2 separate regions of the Zea mays genome follow, and region 2 is linked to region 1. A link is a contact called in public Hi-C data. All regions are on one chromosome and are shown on one strand. Each heading gives the region's core, a stretch centred on a gene start, on an enhancer-like site or on the middle of the called end of the contact. The rest is flanking DNA. Distances are from core to core; before and after follow the strand shown.

Evidence for each region. A called contact is a pair of places that touch in the nucleus more often than the background predicts.
Region 2: a Hi-C map of tassel shows a contact between it and region 1, with 4 times the contacts expected there. The contact joins the promoter of LOC100284950 here to the promoter of LOC100381906 in region 1. A contact is called at or near these places in 5 of 25 Hi-C or Micro-C datasets (ear, endosperm, leaf and 1 more).

Annotation. Positions count from the first base shown.
Region 1 is chr1:304,560,997-304,564,333 of Zm-B73-REFERENCE-NAM-5.0, reverse strand. LOC100381906 reads left to right here and starts at 1,622. Exons shown (of 20, transcript NM_001361553.1): 1 at 1,622-2,170; 2 at 3,044-3,265. The coding sequence starts at 1,772.
Region 2 is chr1:304,696,732-304,700,068 of Zm-B73-REFERENCE-NAM-5.0, reverse strand. LOC100284950 (30S ribosomal protein S1, chloroplastic-like) reads left to right here and starts at 1,748. Exons shown (of 10, transcript NM_001374382.1): 1 at 1,748-2,113; 2 at 2,248-2,407; 3 at 2,524-2,585; 4 at 2,894-3,053; 5 at 3,135-3,255. The coding sequence starts at 1,910. It overlaps LOC100193073, which reads left to right. Exons shown (of 5, transcript NM_001326386.1): 2 at 1-42; 3 at 142-191; 4 at 313-380; 5 at 495-1,431. The coding sequence ends at 1,145.

The DNA.
Region 1 (3,337 bases), core at 373-2,872:
GAGGTCAGGCCCTGGGGTCGGGCGAGGCGGAGACCTCCTTCCGAGGCCGAGGCCTAAGGTCGGGCGAGGCAGAGCTTCCTGTTGCGCCCGAGGCTGAACTTGGCTGTTGTCAGCCTCACCCTGGAGGGTGGCACAGCAGTCGGAGCGGGGCGAGCAGCGCTGTTTTCCTGTCAGGTCGGTCAGTGAAAGGGCGAAGTGACTGCGGTCACTTCGACCTTGCCGACTGAGGCACGCGTGTCAGGATAAGGTGTCAGGTGATCCCCGCATTGAATGCGCCTACGATACGGTCGGTTGGTGAGACAATTTGGTCAAGGTTGCTTCACAACGAAGCCTGCCCGAGCTGGGCTTCGGGCGAGTCGAGGGTGCGCCCCTCGCCTGAGGAGGCCCTCGGGCGAGACGTGAATTCGTACGGGACTACTGTTCCCACCCGAGGTCAGGCTCGGGCGAGGCGAGATCGCGTCCCTTGGTAGACGAGGCCTTGACCTGAACCGCGCCCATCAGTCTTTGCGGTTTGTGCTGATGGTGGTTACCAGCCGTGTTTAGGAGTGTTGGGGGTATCCCTAATTACGATACCCGACAAAACTTCTTAATCCGGACCCACATGCCATATGTTAGCAGGTTTTCCTATCGGGTAGCGGTATGGGACAAGAGAGAACATACCCATACCTATCATACCCGATGTATATAACAATTGATCCAATTAATGCCCATATGTATCAAAATTCACTATACCTGTGTCCTAACAGGATTTTTACCTATCGGGTACCAGGTATTAGATATCCATTGCCATCCCTAAAGTAATACACAACAAAGAATGGATGCCAAATAGCTTGCTAGCTATAATGGGTCTGTTTGTTTCGGCTTTTTTCTAAGAAGCTTTTCTGAGGATGTGGCAATCTGGCTGTGAGGAGAATCTGAGTATCGTGAAAATTACGTATGGAGGGAGATAAAGGAATTCATAGCAGAGGCGAATGGCCTATTATGGCTTATTATAGCCTGAGCCATACCCTCTTTGAAAACAAAATTAATCAATACGTAGCCCAATTCTCACAAGACCACAACTCCACGTCTCCACCAGTCCACCCCAAGCAGCCGACATCCCTCAGTAGCCAGTCTCTCACACGTCGCCATGGCGTCACCCGTCGTTGTGACAATAAACCTTCAGCAGTTCAGCTTCGCCATTCGCCCATGGCTGGCCAGTTCGATAATCCCAGCCACATCCTGTTGTCCTCTCGATCCCCGCCCTCTTCCGCCAATCAGCCTCGACCGCATCACGCAGACCTAAGTCCAACAAAGCTCTAGCCTCCACCGCCCACCCACCGAACATCAGCTTCCGGTCTCCACTCGCAGCCATCGGTCTCTGCCCTTCGCCCATCTGACCTAGTTGCTTAGAGCCATACAAAAGGAGTTTTTGTCCATCGTCACTGGTTCTTAGGGTTTAGAAGCTAGAAAGTGACATATTTCTACTTTCATGATGACTCACCGATTTTTTATTCACATTGATTTTATATAGTTATCATTCTCACAAAAGCTGACTTAAAAACTAGGTATTTGGTAGTAAGAGGCTGGCCTGTTGGAAACTAGGTATTTGGTAGTAAGAGGCTGGCCTGTTGGAGTCAGCCAAAGTGCTGCTGCACTTCAAGAGTCAGCCAAAAGAGCTGCTTCACTCTGGGTGTTGTTCTCTAGGGTTTTCTGTAGCCGACCTAGGCCACGCAAAGTCCAAAACCCAGAGCCATCGCTGCCGCCTCGGTCGCGATTCCTAAAGGCGGCGATGGCCATGACGCGGCGTTCTGCTTCCCATCTCCTATCCGCCTTCCGGCCCTTCTCCCTCCTCCTCCAGCCGCACCTCGTCGACTCTTCGCCGGCGGCCGCGTCGGCGAGGCGGGCGATGTCGTCGGCGTCGGCCCTGCGTGCACGGGACGAGAAGGATGTGGCGCGGTGGCGGGAGTCGATGGGCCGGATGCGGAATATCGGTATCTCCGCGCACATCGACTCCGGGAAGACGACGCTCACAGAGCGAGTCCTCTACTACACGGGTCGGATCCACGAGATTCACGAGGTGCGCGGCCGTGACGGCGTCGGTGCTAAGATGGACTCCATGGACCTAGAGCGCGAAAAGGGGATCACCATTCAGTCTGCTGCCACCTACTGCACCTGGAAGGATTACCAGGTCCGTTTGTTTTTGCTCAGCCTCTCTTTATTTGTTTGTTCTGATTGATCGATCCGTTTCCCTTTGTTATAGACCCCGGATGGTTGTGATTTCGTTGTTGTTGTTGTTGTTGTTATTATTATTATTATTATTATTATTATTATTATTATTATTATTATTATTATTATTATTATTATTATTTGAAGGTAAATGGCAAAGTGTGTAGAGGGAGGTTGAAAAAAAAGAAGAATATAAGAGAACAAGCTATTCTATTTATAGAATAGATAGATGCGGGCCAAAGTGAGGAATGTATGATTGTAACATGGGAAATGGGGAACTGAGAATTATCAAGGCCACGGGCACACTGCAGTAAAAAATAGTGACAGGTAGGGGAGTAATATAGGAACATCTGATGTTGTACCCTGTGACTGCCGACGATCGCCGGGGCGTGAGGAGTTTGAGATAGTATGCAGGACGATAACAAGAAGAGGAAAGCTTCCTCTGTTCACGATCTGCATTGCCAAATTGTGAATAGTTCTCTTTGTTACAGCGTGGGCTTCTGGCCATGGGCCCCATATGTCATAGAATAGAAATTACACTCTACTGAGTAAATGCATCTCGCTTTTGAACATGCCTTCTGCGGTGGCACCATCTTCACTTGGTTGACCTAGCAATCATGTCAGCTAAGCAGTGAGCTAACACTGTAGTGTCTTTTGGAAACTTGCCTAAAACTAACAAGAGTGACCCTATAAGTCATTGATGTTGCGTTATAAAATTACTAGCATAAAGAATGATTTACTGTGTTGGATAGTTCAAATGTTTCTTTTGTTTGAAATCACATTACATTGTTCCTATTATGAGGAATTGAAAGCTCATCTTACAATTTAAATGCAGATTAATATTATTGATACTCCAGGTCACGTGGATTTCACCATTGAGGTTGAAAGGGCACTCCGTGTTCTTGATGGAGCTATACTTGTACTATGTAGTGTTGGTGGAGTACAAAGTCAGTCGATAACTGTTGATCGGCAAATGAGAAGATATGAAATCCCAAGGGTTGCTTTTATTAACAAGTTGGACCGTATGGGAGCTGATCCATGGAAGGTTCTTAACCAGGTTAGCATGAATCAAATTGTGCATATTGTGCTTTGATTTTGCTGAAAACCATTCCTCTCTTGAGTGTGTTAA
Region 2 (3,337 bases), core at 499-2,998, 140 kb before region 1:
GCCCGAGGGGCAGGGCGCCACCGTCCGCAGGAGCATCGGCAGGTACGCTGGCAGATGATCCGATTCCGTCATGCTGCTTCTCTCCTCGAATATCAGGAGGCGTTGGCTGACTTGTCCTTGCCGCCTTGCGCGTCCGTGCAGGCATGAGCTCCGCAACCTGGACCCCTTCCTCCTGCTCGACGAGTTCACAGGTACTACCACTCTATCTACGCCCAGATTTCCAGCCTTCTCGGATCATCCGAACTTTCCTGCTCGCCCGTCTATGGCTGTTTGTTGTTTGCGCCCTCACCTCTCTCTCGATTGGTGTCGCAGTCTACAAGCCCGCCGGGTTTCCCGACCACCCCCACAGAGGATTCGAGACCGTCACCTACATGCTCGAGGTTCGTTGCGTCTGCTCAACTCAATGCTTCGCTCCTCTTCTCTTCTGTTCAACGCACGCGAGCTGTTCGCTCAAACGTCCCCATCCTTGTGGTTCCGGTTATTGGCTGCTGCAGGGGGCATTCACCCACCAGGACTTCGCTGGGCACAAGGGCACCATCAAGACAGGGGACGTGCAGTGGATGACGGCGGGGCGAGGCATCGTGCACTCGGAGATGCCGGCGGGGGACGGCGTGCACAAGGGCCTGCAGCTCTGGATCAACCTCTCCTCCAAGGACAAGATGATCGAGCCGCGGTACCAGGAGCTGGAGAGCAAGGACATCAGCCGCGGGGAGAGCGAGGACGGCGGCGTGGAGGCCCGCGTCATTGCCGGGGAGGCCCTCGGCGCGGCGTCCCCCGTGTACACGCGCACCCCCACCATGTACGTGGACTTCACCATGCGTCCCGGGTCTCGCCTGCACCAGCCCGTCCCGGAGGGCTGGAACGCCTTCGTCTACGTCGTCGACGGCGAGGGCGTGTTCGGGCGGGAGACGGCCACGGCGCACTACTGCCTCGTCCTCGGCCCCGGCGACGGCGTCAGCGTGTGGAACAGGTCCACCAGGCCGCTGAGGTTCGTCCTCGTCGCCGGGCAGCCGCTCGGCGAGCCCGTGGTGCAGCACGGGCCCTTCGTCATGAACTCGCGCGCCCAGATTCAGAAGGCCATGGAGGACTACTACTATGGCAAGAACGGCTTCGAGAGGGCCGGACAGTGGAGCTCCTCCGCCTGATCGGCGAGGCGGGGAGCCGATGGCGCCAAATTAATCTCCCGTGCAAACTAAATATACTTTATTAAATTTGTTAGGGTGCTGAGTTTGACTATTTTTTAGCAACTACACTTGTATTGGTAGTATGTCATCTAGTATGGCGAATTGGATATTGTAATAAACAGTAAGGAAAATTGATAGTCTCAATAAACCATTGTATTTGTAGCATATGGAAAATTGTATATCAAGGCCATTTGTGGGTGATTGCTGTTTTCCAGTCTAAAGTATCAGTTATTTATGCGTGGAGACATTTGACCCTGTTTGGAACTTGGGCAATCGTTTAACCTGTTCGTTTGTTTTTTATAAAAAATAAACTGAAGTTTGATAAAAAAAATATTATGTATTTTTATAAAATTTATACGCTCCAACAACACAAACTAATAAAATAATTGGTAGATTTATGAGTGGAGACGCGGAACATGATATTGGCCTATTGGGCTCCGGACCTCCGAGTTGAACCTTCTAGTGGTACAAGTACAGTGGTGTACTCGTGTGGACAACATTGCTTCTCTCTCTCCCTCCAGAAGACGGGGGAGAATGTTGCCGAGCCACGTGGCAATCTATCTCACAGCCTGAATCAGAATCAGCCCGCGCCTCCCCTCCCACCTCCACTCGTTTCGCTCCTCTGAATCCCCCCCGGGCCCCGGCACGGAATTCCCCCCGGCACACCCCCCAAGGCCACCGGACGCCAGCAGCCCCGCCCCCGCCCACACCTACGTACGAGCGCAATGCTGGCGGCGTCCCTCAGGCCGGGGCCTTCGCTCGCGGCCTTCCCCGGTACCGCCCAGAGGAGCCCAGTTCCTTTCCTCCCCTTCCCTGCCCGCCTCCACCACCGGCCCGTCCTCCTCTCCGCGACCGCCGAGGGAACCGGCGCCCCCGCCGGCCAGGGAGACGCCTCGGCTGCCCCGCTCGACGAGGTGCGCCTGCCGCAGGTTCGTTTCCTGAGCGCTAGCTAGTAGCTACCCCCTTCTCGCGTGCTGGCTTCTGGACAACGCGGCTTGGCTGCTGCTCGATGAAATGCCAAAGTGAGGGACGATTGAGGAAGCTCGCTCCGTCTGTCCTGCAGTTCGCTGCGGACTGGGAATCCGCGCGCGCGTGCAAGGACCAGGGGAGGATCTTCTCGCTGCCGGTGCTGAGGGCCAACAGCGGCGGGCTCATCGTCAGGTTCAACTCCCTGCAGGGGTTCGTGCCCAACCCTCTCCTCAGCCCCGCGCACTGGTGTAAAGGTACTAGCGCTTTCCCTGTCTCTTCTGTTGTGCACGTTTCTGTGACCATCCTGTGGTTGCTACTTGCTAGTAGATACGACATACGAGGTAGTGTTTGATTGTAGCTAAGCTTGCAGACCCCAAAAGGCCCATCCAAGATGTTACGAAAGACCTAGTAGGAACGTCCATTTCTGTCAAGGTAACTGATTTCTCTCTGCCTTCTCAATTGCAGCTTCTGATTCTGTTGCACAGTTGTCTGTAGCTATTTTGTTGCAATATACTGTATGGATGTGCCAAAACTTCGATCCATATGTATTCTATATTTTTTATGTAATGTCCTGGCTCATATCACAGCTTCAATGATACCTATCGTTACTTCCAGCATCATAAAAGAAACATAGTGAAATGAACCCAACAAGTTCAATGATACATGCCTCACAAAATTACTCTGAAAATTGGATGAAATGGACCCAAGATTTATTAAGAAGCTGAATCTAACCGCTCTAGGTGGCTGAAGTGAATGAGGAGGAAAAGAAACTTGTCTTCTCTGAGAAGGATGCTAGTTGGTCAACATACTCTTCCCGAATAAAGATTGGCGACATCTATGATGGAATTGTGGGCTCAGTGTTCCACTATGGTGCATTTGTTCACCTGCGATTTCCTGATGGTACTTGTTGGCATGTGGCAACACATTTTCTTGGCTAGATATTCAATGTGGAGTTTCTGACAACAGCTACAAACTCTATAGGATTATATCATCTTACTGGCCTTGTACATATCTCGGAGGTGTCTTGGGATCTTGTCCAAGACGTCAAGGATTTTCTAAACGAAGGGGATGCTGTCAAGGTCATAGTTGTGAACATTGATATGTGAGTACTTTGTAGGACCCTTACAGAGCTCTGCGCACAATTGTTAATATGTACTTTGATTCTTGAACTCTTGATGAAGTAA